Regions from separate parts of the Sus scrofa genome. Here region 1 is linked to region 2. A link is a contact called in public HiChIP or PLAC-seq data. All regions are on one chromosome and are shown on one strand. Each heading gives the region's core, a stretch centred on a gene start, on an enhancer-like site or on the middle of the called end of the contact. The rest is flanking DNA. Distances are from core to core; before and after follow the strand shown.

Evidence for each region. HiChIP or PLAC-seq counts read pairs in DNA pulled down with a chosen protein or histone mark.
Region 1: an H3K27ac HiChIP or PLAC-seq map of skeletal muscle shows a contact between it and region 2, with 7 times the contacts expected there. The contact joins two enhancer-like sites. A contact is called at or near these places in 1 of 47 Hi-C or Micro-C datasets (epiblast stem cells) and 1 of 2 datasets of contacts at active chromatin or transcription factors (skeletal muscle).

The regions. Positions count from the first base shown.
Region 1 is chr8:86,071,828-86,075,232 of Sscrofa11.1, reverse strand. LOC106504720 (a long non-coding RNA gene) reads left to right here. Exons shown (of 4, transcript XR_001298412.2): 2 at 2,604-2,684. Among named protein-coding and RNA genes, the nearest start is that of RNF150, 14 kb to the left of the region's middle. Within about 2 kb of position 1,767, at least 14 of the 83 cell types and tissues checked have an H3K27ac peak or open chromatin away from gene starts, as enhancers often do. A contact at or near this core is called in skeletal muscle, where this site is marked.
Region 2 is chr8:85,594,074-85,597,320 of Sscrofa11.1, reverse strand. No RefSeq gene overlaps it. Among named protein-coding and RNA genes, the nearest start is that of IL15, 83 kb to the left of the region's middle. Within about 2 kb of position 1,315, at least 2 of the 83 cell types and tissues checked have an H3K27ac peak or open chromatin away from gene starts, as enhancers often do. A contact at or near this core is called in skeletal muscle, where this site is marked.

The sequences.
Region 1 (3,405 bases), core at 518-3,017, 480 kb before region 2:
CACAGGAAGCCCTGCCCTTGATTTCACTAAAATGGATAATGGGTCTTACTATGAATCATTGAATAAGATCTTCTCAACCCTTTTGTTTACTTTATCCTCATTCTAAGGACCAACTTTTCATGTTATCCTGCCCCAGAAGATGTTTGAGATATACTAACCACCTCTGGGAGATAAAAAGGGAAAATTGGACCTATTTTTTTGTGATTAGGATAAACTTCATTTCGAGGTACACATATGTGTAATATCTTGTGATGAGAAGAATGTTGAATCAGCCTATGAAAGCGATTCTAGGTAGTGTCTTTGCATAACCAAAAGCTTGTCCTCAGGAGTCATTTACAACTTCTTAATTACACACTTTGCTTGCAGTACACATAATTATGTGCTTCTTTCCCTGCCTCAAGCGAGAAAGGTTTTTAATTCTTACAAGTGCTGGAGGTTTACAGTCATTAAAGATGTCAGAGTCCTTTTTGGAGAAGTTGGTAGAAAGGGGAAGTTAATACATTGCAATGGGCTGAGTTATAGCCCCCTCAAATTCAGATATTGGAGTTCTAACCCCCAGTACCTAGGAAGGTGACTATTTGGAAAAAGGCTCTTTAAAGAGGTAGGTAACATTTAGAATGGATGGGCAATGAGATCCTACCGTACAGCACGGGGAACTGGGTCTAGTCTTGGGATAGGCCAGGACGGGGGATGATATGAGGGAAAGAATGTGTATATTCATATAACTGGGTCACTTGGCTGTGCAGCAGAAATTGGCACAACATTGTAAATTAACTATATTTTGATTTAAAAAAAAGGTACCAAAAAGGGGTAACTAAGTTAAAATGAGGTCTTTAGATTGAGCCCTAAGCCAATTGGACTGGTGTCCTTCTAAGAAGAGGATGTTTGGCCATGGGCATGGAGGGAAGACCACGGGGAGACACAGGGTGAGGACAGCTGTCTATAAGCCAAAGAGAGAGTCCTCAGAAGAAACCAGCCTTGCTGACCCCTTAACTTTGAACTTCTAGCTCCCAGAACTGTGAGAAGATAAACTTCTGTTGTTGAAAGCCATCCAGTCTCTGTTTTGGGAGCTCTGACAAACTAATATATCCAGCAAGGAAATATTGTAAAAAAAAAAAAAAAAAAAAAATCTTCATTGAGCCCTGACCTATTGCAATAGAAGATGGTGGACAGGTGATTGACAGCCTATTAAGACCAGTCTGGAAGATGCAGGGTCTCCCTTACCTATTTTTCAATTGGTTTCCCAACTGGACGGTGGTGTTGCTTACAGCAGAGATGGTGTCTAACGTGTCTTCAACCCACCTGCTCTTTGCACACAGTAGGTGCTCATCCATGCCTTTTGAACAGATCAGGCATGAATGGGGGGAGCAGTGGCACCAAGCACTCACAGTGGCTTCATGCGTGGGGAAGCGTGCAGGCTCTGGAGTGAGGTCGTCCCAGGTTGACACCCAGATCAGCCACTTACTGGTCACCTGGCCCTGGGCAGGTTTCCTCATGTCTCTGTGCCTCTGTTTCCCCAGAAGGAAAACAGAGATCATTATCATACCTATCTCCTCAATGTGCTGTGATGGTTAAATGCAAAAATTGTGACTAAATTATTCAAGCACCGCAAAAGCACTTAGAACGGTTCCAGGCACATAAAAGGCACTTATTCAGTCTTTGGCTATTACATGAGTCATTTCAAGAATGTCCAGCAAGTACATGACAAGGGAAGGTCTGTCCTGACTGTTGACATGGAGCAGGACTCTGTTTCCGGGTGATAGTGCTATCAGCTCTCTGGCCCCACTCCAGCTTCTCCCCGCACAAGTAACCAGATCCTCCCCACTCGGGGAGAGGAAGTGGCTTTTATAAAGCAAAAGAGGAACTTCGCAGCCTGCATATTAAAGAGCCAGGTCACTGTCCTCAGCCGGTCTGTGGAGCTCGGCACTGTTGTGTTAGCAGGGTCGCTAAGGCAGGCGGTTCTTGGCAATCATTGGGCAGTGGACTATGTTTAGGTCTGAAGGCTAAATGTTGGGGGGTGGATAGGGTGGAGGAGTCAGAGAACGCCCATACTCACAAGGAAGCGGAGGCTGACATCTCTGCCTTGCTTGACTTCTCTGCAATCCTGGTGTGAGACTAGAGAGTGGCATAGGCCCACATGCAGCAGAAAACTTAGCAGTGGTACCTAAACTCAGACCCTAGTCTTGAGTGCCAAGGGGACCCAAACGAACCGATCAGTTTAATCTGGGGAGAGCTCGTGTGAGAAGGTGAGTTCTCCATGAGGTTTGATGGATGAGAGGGTATAAGTTGGTAGAGAGCAGGAAAAGAGGGAAACCCTTACCCAGTGAGAATCGAGGTTTCAGACTCACGTTTCCATCTAATTCTCTCAATGAGCCTATATGTGGGTAGAAGTAACAGCCTCTATGCCTGGTACATCGTGGCAGGAAATAGGAACTGCGCGCCTTTTCACAAAAGCAAAGGCTGGGCGATGTCATCCTCATCCAACAGATATTTTACTAGTATCTTCTCCTTCATAAAATTTCCCCTTTTGTCTGTTGCTCCACTAGTAAGAAAACGATGGGATAGATTAGGTTTAACTATAACTCTCTGAGTATGTTTTGTAGATGATTCAAAGAAAGGAATCCACCAAGTCCAGACATTTTGAAGCCTAGAGACCTTGAGAGTGGCAACACCTTATGGGATGTGTAACACTTCAGCTGCACGTAACAGAGTTCTCAACTAAAAATGGCTTAAAAAACAATGTGCTTCATATCTCACGTTACAAGAAGTCCAACGGTAGATAGTTCTGAGGTTGGCAAAGCCAAAGTTTAACTCTGATCTCAAGCTCTCAGATGCTTTCTACCTGTCTGCTGTGCCACCTTCAGGGTGTCATCAATGTCTCCTCTCACAGTCACAGACAGCTGCAGAAACTCCAGGTGTCACATGCAAATGCAAGAACAGCGCCTCCAAAAGGGGTGGGGAGGTTGCTTCCCATAAATCTTTTATTTTGTTTTATTTTTTTGGTCTTTTTGCCTTTTGTAGGGCCGCTCCCATGGCATATGGAGGTTCCCAGGCTAGGGGTCTAATGGGAACTGTAGCCACCGGCCTACACCACAGCCATAGCAACGCGGGATCCAAGCCGCGTCTGCAACCTACACCACAGCTCACGGCAACGCCGGATCCTCAACCCACAGAGCAAGGCCAGGGATCGAACCCACAACTTCATGGTTCCTAGTTGGATTCGTTAACCACTGAGCCATGACAGGAACTCCTCTTTTAATTTTTTTTTAATTTTTAATTTTTAAATTTTTTTTAGGGGAAAAGGGAGAAATTCTTAGTTATTATAGGACATTTTTTCTTTATCATTACATTTCAAAATAGCTATGTTGAGATGATACAAAATATAATTGAAGTGGCAACAAAAAT
Region 2 (3,247 bases), core at 66-2,565:
ATATGGTCCAAATTGCTAAAATGGTAACATCACATTATATGCAAAAGGAGGTATGACCTGAAAACCTGTCTTTGGACTTTAGGGGGACTTTCCCTCCCTCCCTCCCTTCCAAGGAACAGAATGACAATCTGTGTGCCAATGCAGGTAACACCAGCTCTTCTTTACTTGGCTCTCTTGTTCTGGCTCCATCTGTAAACTTCTCTGGTGATCACTCCTGGGACGATGTACCTGAAACTCTGGGCAGTTTTTCGCACTCTGCAAAGCTTTGCTCTGTAGGAGGAATGCAACTGAGCAGGACGCTGTGCGTCCTTCCCAGAATAGACCCCCACTCCTGTCCTCCGCCTGCCTTTTGTCTGTAGAAAAACTTTAGTCAAAGAATCAATTTAATCAGGGAAATGAGACAGGCAGAGAAAAAGGAAAACAAACAAGACAAAATAATAATAGTTTATCCATTCACCAAAGTCAAGGAAACTTTAGCTCTTCCTCAAGGAATACAGCTAATATTCTAAGGCACATGCTTGGAGCCTTTTTGCAGGTGCTAAAGGCCCTGCTGGGTGGAAGAAGTTAACTGCTGCCCACAAGCATGGGACCCCAGATCAGCTGGAACCATAAGGTTGATGATGCTGACTCCCAGTCACCTCACTACCAAACAATTAGAAGGATGTATGTGAGCTGATCATGCCCTGGTTCTTGAACTAAGACTCCTCACCGTAAGACTACCTCCTGAAGTGGGAGGCACAGTCCTTGAGGCACCGGCCTGCTGTGTTCTCTTTTTGCCTGGCAATTAAAGCTTCAGTTTCCTCCAACTCTGTCTCTACGTTTCTATTTGGCATTAGTGACAGAGGTAGCCGATATTTCAGGAACAGGAATAACTCCCACATTAATTCCACCCTGCCCTAATCACTCATATCAAGCTGGAGACTTAATGAAACTGTATTGTGGGCTTAACAACAACAACAATAACAATAATAATAATGGACCCATTAATAGAAAATTTAAAGCTGGCTATCATGCTGTAATATTCCCATATCTTAAGCCAATACCCATTCCTTTGAGTGTTTCCTTCTGTGGGTCTTTTTTCTCAGTTCTCAGTTTGTTGATAGTTTCCATGTCTCACTCATCTTAACCACAAATTAGAAAAACGACAATAACAATGAGGCCTCTTTTTGAACAGCTCTTAATCCAAAGCTTGAAACAGTTTTACTTGGCCCCAGGCCAAGATAAAAATATTAACATTAACCTCAGTAACCATCCAGCATGTCCCATGCCTATGACATTCAACAACTCAGTCTGAAGCACAGTTTTACATTGTTTTGCTAAGCTCACAGCTTTTAAATATCCAGATCTAATGCTTGGCCTTTTTGTCCCTTTGCCCAGTACAGAGTTTTCCCAAGAAGATGTTTTATCAATGTAGTTCCTTCTAATATAAATAAAGGGCCTCCCAAGGGTACCTTTTTATTTTGTCGCTGAAGTGCTAAAATTATCTGTGACCCTTGACAATAATCTCTGTAACTTCACTTATTTTAATATTGAAGATCACCTCCAAGATCAGTAGAATATTTTATGCAAATAGGTGCTCAAGTCTTTATGATGAAAAGGGGAAAAGAAGGTTGCTCTCAAGTCTTTAGTGGTCATTTTCGGAATGACTATTATTCCAAGATTTAAAAAAAAAAAATTTTATTGTTATTTCCCCAATACAATTTTTTTTCTACTGTAGAGCATGGTGACCCAGTGACACATACATGTGTACACATACATGTGTACATTCTTTTTTTCTCCCATTATCATGCTTGGAAAGCAAGGTTTAAAATGGCAATAAATACATATCTATCAAGAATCACCTTAAATGTCAATAGACTGAATGCTCCAATCAAAAGACACAGAGTGGCAGATTGGATAAAAAAGCAAGATTTTTTTTTTTTAAATGAAAAGACAAGCCACAGATTGGCAGAAAATATTTGGAAATTATATATCTAACAAAGGACTAGTATCTAGATTATGAGATGAATATCTAGAATACGACAAATCAACAGTGAAAATTCAAATAATTCGGTTAAAAATAGAGCAAGAGTCAGGAAGATTCATGTCACCGCACAGGGCAACCAGATGGCAAGTAAGCACATGACAACTTGTTCACTGTCATTAGCCACTGGGGAAATGCAAAATAAAACCACAATAAGAATCACTAATCACCCATCAGAAGGACTAAAATAGAAGCATGACAATACCAAATGCTGGTGGGGATGTGGAGAAACTGGATCACTCACACATTGTTACTGGGAATGTAAGAAGTCACTCTGAAAACCAATTTGGCAGTTTCCTAAAAACAAATAAATAAATAAAACATTACCATATAACCTAGAGATTGTACTTCAGGACATTTATCTAAGAGAAATGGAAATATATTCATGCAAAAACCTGTCCAGGAATGTTTATAACAGCTTTATCTTAATAGCTAAAAACTGCAAACAACCAGATGTCCTTCAATTGTTAAACAAACTGCAAAATATCCAAACCATGGAATTCTACTCAGCAACAAAAGGAAATGAGCTATTGATACATGCCCCAATCTGGGTGAATCGCCAAAGAATTATGATGAGTAGAAAAAAAAGGCCAGTCCTAGAAAGTTGCATTTTTTATGATTCCATTTATGTAACATTCTTTTTTTTTTTTTTTTTGTCTTTTTTGCTATTTCTTGGGCCGCCCCTGCGGCATATGGAGGTTCCCAGGCTAGGGATCGAATCGGAGCCATAGCCACCGGTCTACGCCAGAGCCACAGCAATGCGGGATCCGAGCCGTGTCTGCAACCTACACCACAGCTCACGGCAACGCCGGATCGTTAACCCACTGAGCAAGGGCAGGGACCGAACCCGCAACCTCATGGTTCCTAGTCGGATTCGTTAACCACTGCGCCACGACGGGAACTCCTATCTAACACTCTTAAAATTACAAAATTATAGAAACAGAGAACAGATTAGTGGTTACCAGGATTTAAGGAGTGGGGTAGAGATGGGCAGGAACTGGGTATAGCTATAATAATAGGGCAACTTGAAGGATTTTTGATGAAGGACATATTATTTACGGTAATGATCTCAACTGTATCAAAGTCAATTTTCTGGTCGTGACATGGTTCTGTAGTTTACAAGATGTAAGCATAAGGGGAAACTGGACAAAGGGTTCTTGGGCTCTCTGTGTTCCTAACAGTTGCATGGAAACCTATAAAGATATCAAGTTTAATTTTTAAAAA